Regions from separate parts of the Mus musculus genome. Here regions 2, 3 and 4 are each linked to region 1. The links are chromatin contacts, called in public HiChIP or PLAC-seq and promoter capture Hi-C maps. All regions are on one chromosome and are shown on one strand. Each heading gives the region's core, a stretch centred on a gene start, on an enhancer-like site or on the middle of the called end of the contact. The rest is flanking DNA. Distances are from core to core; before and after follow the strand shown.

Region 1 (2,928 bases), core at 118-2,617:
CATCATTTTAGAACAGCCAGCCTACTTATTCTTGTACATAACTTAGTAATGCTTATATACAATTCAGTCTAAAGCCTTCGGGTGTCTGGAGTCAACAATTACAGGCATAACTGTGGGGGGGGGGGTTCCTAAATAAATTGCTAACAGCCCATTTCCCAAAAGTTACTGGGTAGCACAAAATCAATTTTTTTTTTCAAAAATGGGGAAGCTCGAACTCTGGGTTTAATCCTTCCCACACACACACACGCATGGCATACCTGGCAACGCTATTAGTAAATACACCAAACACGGTGTATGGCGGAGGCCCTGTTACTTCAGGGTTCATGCCTTCTCCCCATTAGCCGGCATACTTGTTCCTTTTCTGACCTTCCAACACAAAAACCCATCTCGGGTCAGCTTTCCTGCCTCGCTGTCCCAGGTGCTTGCTTTTCAAGCAGTAAGAGACCCTGAAGGGACAGGCGACCACAATCCAGCAGGGCTTTCCCTGGCCAGGCCTCTGTCCCCAGGCGAGAAGGGGGTGTGACCGCGGCACTTCGGCCCTCTCTCCGCCACCAGTGGCTGTGCTGGAGAATTTCCTTTCTCCCGGTGGTCTGGGGAGAGGTCCCCAGGACAAACAGGGCGAACAACCCTCATCTTCTCAGCGATGGGAGTCCGTGCTACCGAGGCGGGGGCGAGGACACACGTGGCTTCCCAAGTCCCGGTCCCAGGAGCCCCCTCTAAGGCAGGCTCAGGGCGCCCCAGTCCCATGCCCGAGGGGCCCCACAGGCAATCGGAGGAAGGTTGTCGGGCTTTGGGGGTGTCCTGTGGCCCGTCGCCCCCCACCCCCACCCCGAGTACCGGCCGTCCCCCGCCAGGACCCACCAGCTGCTTCAGGTCCTCCTCCGAGAGCTCCGCGTAGCGGTACCGCTGCTGCTCGAACTCGTAGCGGGTGGTTTTCGCCACCACCACCACCCGCGAGGGGCGGAAGCCGCCGTCGGCGGGGCTACCACCGCCCGCCAGCTCGCGCGGCTGCCCGTGCCCCAAGTGCCGCCGGCCGTCCGCGCCCGAGCCCGAACCCCGCAGAGCCGCGCGGCCACCCGCCACGCGCCGGCAGCTGCCCAGCAGGAAGCCCCGGTAGCAAGTCATGATCCGCGGGGCCGCGGGTGCAGGCTCGCGCTCCCTGCCGCCAGCACCGCGCCGGCCGCGCACAGGTTAAGTGCGGGGACGTGCGTGGAACGCGCCGGGGGGGGGGGGGACGTGCCCAGACGCACGCGAGGGCGGAGAGGCCCCGGGAGGCCCCGGGAGGCGGGGATCCGGGCTGGCCCCCGGGCAGTGGGTTTTATTTGTTTGTTTATCCGTTTTCTTGGGCGCCTGCGCAGTGGCCTCTCGGCCCGGCCCCACCTCCCTCTTCACCCTTTCAGGGAGGCCGCTCTAAGCCCGCCCCCGGGCCAGATCTGTCAGCTAATCAGAGGTCGGGAAGGTTTGGGAGCCCGAGGGGCTGCGGGGATTGGCTGGGGCTGGGAAAGGGACGAAATTCTATTTGGCTTTCGAGCTGCCCGAAGAAATCCAGTTGGAACTGGTCTGGGCGGCGTTGGGGGTGCAGGCGGAGTTTTGAGCGCCTGGCGGGAAAGCAAGTTTCTTGCGCATCTTCCTCTAGTTGCTTTCATTTTTGCTTGCTTTCTGGGTAGTTGGTCATGCTCGTCTAGGGTAAATTTTAACCAGTGTCTGCTGGATGGCTGATGTGGCCGTCGCTGGAGTAAGAGCTGGGGGCGGTGACCTCGCTCCAAACGGCTTCGTTTTGCAGGGCCTGATGGCAAATAAAGATGCCGAGCCCTTTATTAGAGAGGAATTAGAGCTAACCGAGAAGGATCACAGAGCATTAGCCCGAGCTCCGGTGACCACCAAAAGACCACCAGCCTAGAGAGGCAGTGCTGTCAGGGAGAAAGGAGGAGGATAATGAGGGAAGGAGTCTTGTCTAGTCCTGTGTGTCTGTCTAGACCGCGAGATAAGGTTGGAAAGCTGTGTAGGACCAGACTGAAGGGTTAAAAATGTTTTGCACTTTATCCTGTAGGCAAGCTCAGAGCAGTGTTTGATGATTATTGATCTGACTTTGGAATGTTGGGTAGGTAGTCCTTGAAGCTAGAGCAAGGGAAGTTACTGAGTCTGTGGGAACAGTTACACAACCATAGAGATGTAGGCTGATTAAGAATAAAAGGGAAAGCTACAATGAAGGGAAAGTCATAAGACAGGGTAGGTGGCCACTGCCCTGAGGTCCTTGCTGTGGCGTCCTTTCCTTTGCGATCCTGGCACTCCCAGTAAGTGGCCTCTGGATTCCGGGCATGCTATTTCATGTTTGTGACACTCAGATGCCTCTGTGATATCGAACCTGTTTTCTCTTTCACGTCACAGAAAACTACACTTTTGACTCCCACTTCTAGCTGGAAACATCTCAATGGGATATCCTAGTCAAATCTTATTTTGGATCCTTTCTTCTGCCTCTTCCAAAACATTGCTTCATTACACCATCCTCTCGGATGTGTCTTGAATTCTCTCAGGAAAACCCCTGCTGGGTTTTCCACTTCAGTCCTTAAGATTCCCATGTCTAGGACATTTAAAACTTTAAAGATTGAAAGAGCCTTCTACACCCCAGTTGTTTACCTGTTCCCTAACTCCCACTTACTGATATATTCAGCGGTTCTCAACCTCTGGGTCATATATCCGATGTATGTATATCCGATATGTTCATTATGTTTCATCACAGTAGCAAACTTACAATTCTTTTTTTTTTTTTTTTTTTTGGTATCATAACCAATTTCTCACTATTCTTTTTTTTTTAACTTAGGAGTAAGTTTTTTTTGTTGTTTTGTTTTTATTTTTTATTGGCTATTTTCTTCATTTACATTTCAAATGCTATCCCAAAAGTCCCCCTATACCCTCCTCCCTCCCCCT
Region 2 (2,792 bases), core at 226-2,725, 900 kb after region 1:
AGGCAGGAAGACCAAATTCAAGGCTTCTCTGCCCAGACCTGAATTTATGGCCAGCCCGACCCTGCCTCAAAATGAAAAGAGCTGCCATACCACTGTTTTGGCACGTGAGGTGGGGGGGGGACATTTTTTTCAACTCAGGTTCTTCCCAAATGATTCTGGTTTGTGATAAATGGACATGAAACTAACCAACCAGTGTCAGCGAAGAATCAGAAGCTCAGGTGTTCCAAATGAAGGATGATTTAACCACACAAGGCGGCCAAATGAAGCATTTTATTCTGCATCAAAAAACAAAACAAAAATGCTATATTATTCAATGCCAAGTTTCCTAAATTTGATGACTACTCATGTAAAATAGCATTACCAGAAATATGCATTATTCTGAGTATGACAAGTGAATATAAGACTATTTAATATACGCAATCATCTTCAAATCAAAAGCTATTTCTAGGTAGTTTAATAATTCCTAAATACTATACATATGCACATGTAAAGAGAAAAATAAGGTACAGCAAAACATAAGGAACTGGTTAATCTAAAATACATATTTAATTACATTATGCAACTTTAAATGCAAAATTGATAAAAGGCAACAGGAGAAAACCCAGCACGACTGAGTTAATCATCGTTAGATTCTACTGGTGACAGCAACTTGTTAGTTTTGGTTTTGAGGGATTAATTGTATTATGTTTTTTGTCTAATGAGTCCTTCTAGATGTGAAAGACACTTAAAGATTTATGCAAAGGATTTGTTTGGGAAAAGATAGACATATTTTTTTTTTCAAGTAAAGCATAAAAGATAGAAAGACAGCAAACCCACTTCAAGATTTCAGTACGGTGCGCTACAGAATCACGTACAACCTCCCGTCACTTAGAATTCTAACAATCACCTCTCTCCTGGGATGCAGCAAACACCATTTTCTGACGCATACTGCAAAGCCTCTCAAAACACTGATGCTACTGGATAGACCAAGCACTACACAACAGACACTGCAGATGGAAGAACTGATTTTTAAAAAAAATCCGCTCCATGGCGCAAAAATATATGTATGACAGGAGTAATCTGCCCAGTCTACGGGAACCGGGGAAAGGTACCTTTATTTCAAACAAATCGGAGCATACAATTTCAAGAAAATCGCTGACGTCCCGGGCGGGGTTTGTGCTACGGAGGATGCTAGGAACCCGCGTCCATCCCTCACTGCTCTGCCGTCCGCTGGGGTCTCCTCAGAGGTTTCCTCGTGGCTGTGGCCGCAGAGTCCTGCCCGGAGGTCCCCTGTGGAGGTGTGAGGGGCCACGGCGGGGAGGGGACGCCTGCGACCCAAAGAAGGACCTGGGCGGGACGGCGGGCGGCCGCGAGGAAAACGGAAGTCCCCACAGCTAGCCCGGAGACCCTGGGAGGCGGGGGGCACGGGGACCGAGCCCCTGGGGAAGGTCCCAAGGCCGCCACCTCCCACCGAGGACCGCAGAGGCTGCGAAGCCGCTGAGCCCTGGAGGAGGCCGCGCCCGCCACCCCAGAGCCGTGTCCAGGCGACGCGTGGGCGGGGCCGCCCCACTGCGCATGCTCCATGCCGCTCCGTGGGCGGGCACCTGACGGATCCCCGCCCGCCCCGCCTCCTCGGCGTAGCCAGCTTTGCGCCGGGGTTCTGGGAGAGCGCTGCAAGCCTGCCAGAGTGGGTTACCTCCACCGAGTCTGTCCTGCCCTCCTGCTCTCTCCTCAGCTCGGTAGTCCTTTCTCTCTCCATCCATCCCTGGCTTCCCCTCGTGCAAGACTTTTGAGTTTCCGAGCTCTCCGTGGAGCTTGGCATGAGAATGCCTTAAGAACCAACATTTAGATCTGCGCTGTTAAGAGCAGTTGTTGCCTTTGTGGAGGACCCGATTTCAGAGTCCCAGCACCTACGACATAACCCTGAGTAACTCCAGTTCCAGGGCATCTGACACTCTTTTGTGGCTTCTGTGGGCACCAGCTACAAAGGTGGTGCACATACATACACGTAGGCAAAACACTCATAAAATAACAAGTTAAAAAACAACAACAACGGGCTGGTGAGATGGCTCAGCGGTTAAGAGCACCGACTGCTCTTCCAAAGGTCCTGAGTTCAAATCCCTGCAACCACATGGTAGCTCACAACCATCCATAACAAAAATCTGATGCTCTCTTCTGGAGTGTCTGAAGACAACAGTGCACACACATATAATAGATAAATAAACAAACAAACAAACAAAAACCAACAACAACAACAACAAAAACTTGCCGGGCAGTGGTGGCACGCCTTTAATCCCAGCACTTGGGAGGCAGAGGCAGGCGGATTTCTGAGTTCGAGGCCAGCCTGGTCTACAGAGTGAGTTCCAGGACAGCCAGGGCTACACAGAGAAACCCTGTCTCAAAAAACCAAAAAAAAAAAAAAAAAGTCTCTAGCCAAAACTTCAGCTAAAATTAGACAATAAATCGTGTTGGTCATGGAATTCTTCACATGTCATGAAGGATTTATCACAATTGGTTATCGATCAAATTAACTCATAAAAAGAATACTCGTCTTTTACCTGCTCAAACAAGGAGCAAAAGTTCAACCTTAACTCATCTGTGCACTTTGCACAATCCACACAGGTATCTTACAGTACTAAACTGTTGGTTGTAAGATTCACGTATTGCTGAATGTGCAGCTCTGACAAGGTTCATCCGCATGGACGCTGAAATGAGCTGCTGCTCCAGCCCCCTCCCTTCTGATGCTGTCTCCAGAGACTTGCTTCTAGAGCAGCTTCAGGAATAGCCCCAGGTTCCAGACGGATTAGGTTCAT
Region 3 (2,700 bases), core at 36-2,535, 660 kb after region 1:
TATTGTTGGTAAATAATTGGCTAAAATGGTCATGAATCTAAAAGAAAACCAACAACAAAAATGTCATCTACTTAGGTAATAGAGAATTAGTTAAATACCATCTGCCGATTAAAAAATAATTGCTTTAGTAGGTTGTACCTCTCCTCTCTACAAGGAAACAATTTTAAATTTTTCAGTGCAGATCATCAAACTCATGGACTCCTGCGCAAGCCAAAGCTCTACCACTGAACTGTATCTGAATTACTGTGTCTGTTTATGCACATACACACATATTACATAAGTCAGTCTAACTGTCCCACAAATGTTCAGGGATTCTAGTTTCCTTTTCCCGCCTCATAGTAGGAATGCTGGAACTACTACTACTGTGTCTAGCTTTATATAAGTTCTAGGAACCAAGCTTAGGTTCTCCTGTTGGCACTGCAAACTTAGCCACATGGCCAACTTCCCATCTCTTGTTCTGTGTGTTGGTTTGTTGTTGTTGTTTTTCTTGGAGTGATGGAGAAAGCAAGTAAAGGAAAAGAGGTATGGGAGCTGATATTACTACACTTAGGCACTAGTAATCTGTCTCTAACTACAGTAATTATTATATAGGGTAGAACACTGAACTAGTTCTTGAGGAAGAGAGAATATTAAACTTTCAGAAGGAGTTGAAGCCAAGAGTTAAAAATAGATACATTTATGCTAGAAGCCTACGTAGTAAACTGTATTTGAGATAGAGAATTCTATAATGTCTTTTAAAAATATCTTTTAAGTATTGGTTTACTTTATTCACTTGTTATTTTCCTGCATGTGTGTTTGTATTTATGTATGTGTGTGTGTGTGAGTTTGGTTGTTTGTTCACATCTGCACACATTTGTGTAGAGGTTCGAAGTTGATAGCATGTTCACCTCTTAGTTCTTCACCTTACCTTTTGAGACAGTCTCTCATTAAACCTTGAACTTCCAGCTTTGGCTGGACTAGTTAGTTGGTGAGCAAGCCCAGGGATCTTCCTTGCCTCTGCTGTCCCCGTGCTGGGATTACAAGCAAACATACTGTGCCTGTTTTTTCTAAAAAGTGCGTTTTGATGGACGAAAGTCAGAACTCAAGCTTTCATGGCAAATACTTTGCCAACTTAGCCATCTCTCTGGCTGTTTCTTTTCCTGTTGCTGTGATAAAAATACTCTGGCAAAAGCAACCCAGAAGAAATGGAGTTCATTTGAGCTCACAGTTCCAGGGTATAGTCTATCACAGCAAGAAAGCTAACGAGGTAGGAGCTTGGAAAAGATGGCATATTGTGCAATCAGGAAGCAGGGAGCAATGTTATTGCTTTTTTTCTCCAGTTACCCAATCCAGAATCCCAACCAAAGACTTGCAAGGTAGGAAGGGACTCAGACCTTAATCAAGGCACTGGAGATAATCTCCGCTAGGCATGTCCAGATGCCTGTCTCCCAGGCAGCTCTAGACGCTTGACAAGTTGACAGTTAACACTGACCACTATACCAGTTTCCCCTTCTGTTTTCTCTTTGTGAAATTCTTGGCTCAACTAACAAGAAAAAAATCAATATATTCACAAATCTAGAAACATTCTATGAAGACTTCAGAATCTGGAAAATATGCTAGGAACTGGTTAGTTCAGTGGTTTTCAACTTCCTAATACTGTATGGCCTGTTAATACAGTTAGTTCCTTAAAATTATTTTTTGTTGCTACTTCATAATTAATTTTATTGTTATGGGTTTCATTGTTAAATCTGTTAAGCAAGAAGGAGTTGTTGGACCCCCCCAAAGGGGTTGTGACCTACAGCTTGAGAACCACTGGGTGAGAAAATGTTCCATTTGGAAGACATGTAGAGAGGACGTAACACCTGAAGAACGTTATCAAAAAAAGATATTCATTAGATTCTAAGTTTGTATCCACTTAATACCTTCCATCTTTTCAGTTTCTGTTTTAATAGAGTATATTTAATAAAGGTTTCTTATGTGTAGGAACATTGTTTAGTATAGTTGGCTTAAATTGAATTGGGAGCAAGTATGATTGTTTTCTTCACACTCATGCCCAAACCTCCTTTCTCTTTTAAAAACAGCTTTTATTATTTAACAGTTTCATGCATGCAAGTTGCTCTCAAATGTGGATGGCTCTCTCTTACGTAGGTCTCATGCAGTAACTGCACCAATAGCCATGTCGTGTATAGAAGGCAGTGTATCACAGCATTGCTCCCCATTCTCTGGTTCTTAACTTCTCTCTGTTCCTTCTTCAGTGTTCCTTGAAGACTTGTGGAGTTGTGGGTGGGAGATGTTGATATAAATGTACCAGTTAGGGCTGAGTACTCCATGTCATTTATTCTCAGAGCTCTGACCAGTTAATAGTCTCTGAATTAACCACTGCTTATGACAAAAAGAATCTTCTCTGACCATGGTTGAGAGCATCTCTAATCTAAGGTATAAACAAAAATATTTAGAAGACAATCTGTCTACATGTCCATTTAGCAAAACAACAGTAGTAGGTACCTCCTAGGACCTTGATCTCCCCAGCCATGAATTCCCTCCTGTGGAGTAGGCTTCAAATCCAATCTGAAAGCAGTTGGTGTCCTTCAACAGTTCTGCCACTATTGGATTAATGGGCACATCTTTACTGGCAGGTCACTGTTAGCATGCACAGACCATTCCTGGATAAGTCCATTGATAGCTTTTCTCTCATAGCAGCCTTACACGAAAAGCTAGCCA
Region 4 (2,700 bases), core at 12-2,511, 960 kb after region 1:
GTTTTTCAACGACCCCACCCCCCCCCAGGGTTTCTCTGTATAGCCCTGGCTGTCCTCGAACTCAGAAATCCGTCTCCCTCTGCCTCCCAAGTGCTGGGATTAAAGGTTTTTCTGTGTAGCTTTGGCAGCTGTGGAGCACCCTCTATAGACCAGCCTAGCCTGGAACCCACAGAGATCCGCCTGCCTCAGCCTCCCAAATGCTGAGATTAAAGGAATGGACAACCACTATCTGGCTGCTGTCAGTATTTCTGGTTAAAAAAATAAAAATCTCTTAATAGATTTTTACAAGTCATTGCTCATGTGCTTTGGGCTACTTTTGATTGATTATTCTGTTTAAGTTACTCCCACCCATTTTTTTTTCTCACCAAGTCTCACCTGCATGTTACATTTCTGTTTTTCTCCAACTTTCATTTCACAAGAAACATTTTGTAGCAACTAATGCAACTCCACAAACCTTTAGCTGGTAACAAGTTTTAAAAGTTAAGGCAAATTCTTCCAAATTATCTCCTCTGTTGGCAGATAAACTTAGTTCTGCTCTCCCTGTCAGTTAGCCTTCTGACCCCTATATTTCTTTCCTAGTTAGTCCCGGCACTCACAAATATACTAACTCTACACGTATGACATGACTCTGAGAGAACGCGGCAGATTTCCAAATTAACTCGCTTGCTTTTCTGAGCGAGCATTATCGAAGCAAAAAATGCACAGAAATGGAATCTGGATCAGAGGATTCTTCTCATTTGGACTTAATGAGTTTGCTCTTACCTCCTCGAGTATCTACAGTAAATAAAGTGTAGACAAGAAGAAATAAGCAATAAAAGCTAAAAGTCGGTTGCTGTTTGTCGTGTTTTCAAGAAACCAAGCCCTAATCTCTGAATGTTCACGAGGGCACCAACGTACAGAGAAGAAGACAGGGGAATCGGACTAGAATCCTATGGTGGGGAAACAGAGCGTCCAGTGGACCGATCACTCACTTGGGGCCGACACCATGAGCAGCTCAGAAAGGTCCGGGTACATGCGGTCTTCTTGCAACTGTCGATCGATAAGCCTCCCCGCGTTTTCCAAAGCTTCCTGCAGGGAGGCGGCGGCCGACGTAGAGGCCACCATCATAGAGCCCAGCACCGATGGCATGTCGGCAATCGTGGCCACCGCCTTATAGAAACACTCCAAACCCGTGGAGAACCGTGAGAAAAACGAAGAGAGCCCAAAACCGCTCCTCGGAACGCGCGCGGAAAACGAATAACTGGGCGCCAGGTCATGACGCACTTCCGGTTCGTCCTCCCCGGCACTGGAAGACGCCGCTTCTGGGACGGGAAGAGGAAGCAGTTGAGTGTCGGACATTGGCGAAGGCGTGAGGGAGGAGACTAGAGTTGAATTTGGAGATGGCCTAGGGAAGGGAGGAGGAGAAGGGAAGAGGATACGGGAGAGGGGAGGGGACTGGGGGCGGGGCGGGGGGGAGAGGGAAGAGGAACTTCGGGTGCTGGAGTGGGGTTGATGTCCCCTTGCGGTCGCCTGTGCGGTGGTGACATCGCGCGTGCTGATTCTTTGCTTTGAGCCCCACCCCCAGTTTGGAATGTGGCGACGGCTGAAGAGTGGCACACATCCATTACCGTGGTTCCCTGATAACTTCTAACAGTAGTTAGAAATTGATCGCTAGTTCCAGAAAGTTTACCTGTGAGCCAGAAACTCACAGCGTTTCAAATAATGGGGGTGAATTAAGAATTCATTGGATTGCTGGGCGGTGGTGGTGCACGCCTTTAATCCCAGCACTTGGGAGGCAGAGGCAGGCGGATTTCTGAGTTCGAGGCCAGCCTGGTCTACAGAGTGAGTTCCAGGACAGACAGGGCTACACAGAGAAACACTGTCTCAACCACCACCCCCCCCCCCGGCCCCCAAGAAAGAATTTATTGAATTTTCCCATGTGCGTGTCTGGGTCATTGGCTTTGTGGCTTTGCGAAATTTTTTGGTTGGAGGTCAGCGTTGGACGGTGTCTCATGCCTGTTAATACGCGTCCTATGGTTTCGGCAAAAGGATTACTGTGTCATTTGGTGAGTTCCAGATAGCGTGCTACGGAATGTGTTCCTAACTCAAAACAAACAGAGGCGGGAAGGGAGATACTGTGTGATGGGTCCTGCCAGCGGATTTAGGAAGTGGAGGCAGGAGGATAAGTTCATCCTCGGCTGTGTGGCAAGTTTGTAGTAAACTTGAGAGTCTGTCTCAAGAAAAAGAAGAAAAAAGTGTTTGTTCTTGCTGTATACCTTTCTCCCTTGTTGCCTTGGGAGAACACTCATCTGATCCATCTGTTCTCATCTCAGAGCACAAGGATATTAAATAATGGATGCATTCAACAGATGGTCTGATTCTAGGAAACCGAGTATGTACTGTGTCAGGAATCGTGCCTGCTGTTGGGAATACCAAATTACTACACTTTTACAGAGACAAAGTAAATGCCTCTCAAGGTCCAGGCATAGAGGCAGGCACCTGTAGTTGGAAGCCAGACTGGGCTATGTACTGAGACCTTTCGAAGAATCAGCCTGCCTCCATCTTACGTTTAAAAGACAGCTTACAATAAAAAACAAACTAGGTTCATGCCTGTTTATAATCAAACCTCTGTTTCTCAGGGATTAGCCTATGCCCCGCTCCCCACAGCCTTAACTACAAATGGTTCTGTACCAAGTGTTCCAGGAATGGCAATCATGTCTT

What was found. Promoter capture Hi-C pulls out the DNA fragments that hold promoters and counts their contacts. HiChIP or PLAC-seq counts read pairs in DNA pulled down with a chosen protein or histone mark.
Region 2: an H3K27ac HiChIP or PLAC-seq map of extraembryonic endoderm stem cells shows a contact between it and region 1, with 4 times the contacts expected there. The contact joins the promoter of Cplane1 here to the promoter of Nadk2 in region 1. A contact is called at or near these places in 4 of 39 promoter capture datasets (the 3T3-L1 cell line, the C10 cell line, hippocampal neurons and 1 more), 5 of 115 datasets of contacts at active chromatin or transcription factors (astrocytes, cardiomyocytes, embryonic stem cells and 2 more) and 1 of 9 other capture datasets (liver).
Region 3: a promoter capture Hi-C map of liver shows a contact between it and region 1, with 4 times the contacts expected there. The contact joins the enhancer-like site here to the promoter of Nadk2 in region 1. A contact is called at or near these places in 5 of 39 promoter capture datasets (the 3T3-L1 cell line, 3T3-L1-derived adipocytes, hippocampal neurons and 1 more) and 4 of 115 datasets of contacts at active chromatin or transcription factors (embryonic forebrain, embryonic stem cells, extraembryonic endoderm stem cells and 1 more).
Region 4: an H3K27ac HiChIP or PLAC-seq map of extraembryonic endoderm stem cells shows a contact between it and region 1, with 4 times the contacts expected there. The contact joins the promoter of Nup155 here to the promoter of Nadk2 in region 1. A contact is called at or near these places in 4 of 39 promoter capture datasets (hippocampal neurons, liver and pre-B cells), 3 of 484 Hi-C or Micro-C datasets (CD4 T cells, CD8 T cells and muscle stem cells), 6 of 115 datasets of contacts at active chromatin or transcription factors (astrocytes, extraembryonic endoderm stem cells, fetal liver and 3 more) and 3 of 9 other capture datasets (adipose tissue, liver and pancreatic islet).

What each region holds. Positions count from the first base shown.
Region 1 is chr15:9,069,699-9,072,626 of GRCm38.p6, reverse strand. Nadk2 (NAD kinase 2, mitochondrial) reads right to left here and starts at 1,367. Exons shown (of 13, transcript NM_001040395.4): 1 at 862-1,367. The coding sequence starts at 1,125.
Region 2 is chr15:8,167,789-8,170,580 of GRCm38.p6, reverse strand. It overlaps Cplane1 (ciliogenesis and planar polarity effector 1), which reads right to left and starts at 1,475. Exons shown (of 53, transcript NM_001162906.1): 1 at 1,092-1,475; 2 at 187-275.
Region 3 is chr15:8,412,151-8,414,850 of GRCm38.p6, reverse strand. All of the region lies in intron 1 of Nipbl (NIPBL cohesin loading factor), which reads left to right. Among named protein-coding and RNA genes, the nearest start is that of Nipbl, 31 kb to the left of the region's middle. Within about 2 kb of position 1,285, at least 2 of the 459 cell types and tissues checked have an H3K27ac peak or open chromatin away from gene starts, as enhancers often do. A contact at or near this core is called in liver, where this site is marked.
Region 4 is chr15:8,107,874-8,110,573 of GRCm38.p6, reverse strand. It overlaps Nup155 (nucleoporin 155), which reads right to left and starts at 1,261. Exons shown (of 35, transcript NM_133227.3): 1 at 972-1,261. The coding sequence starts at 1,128.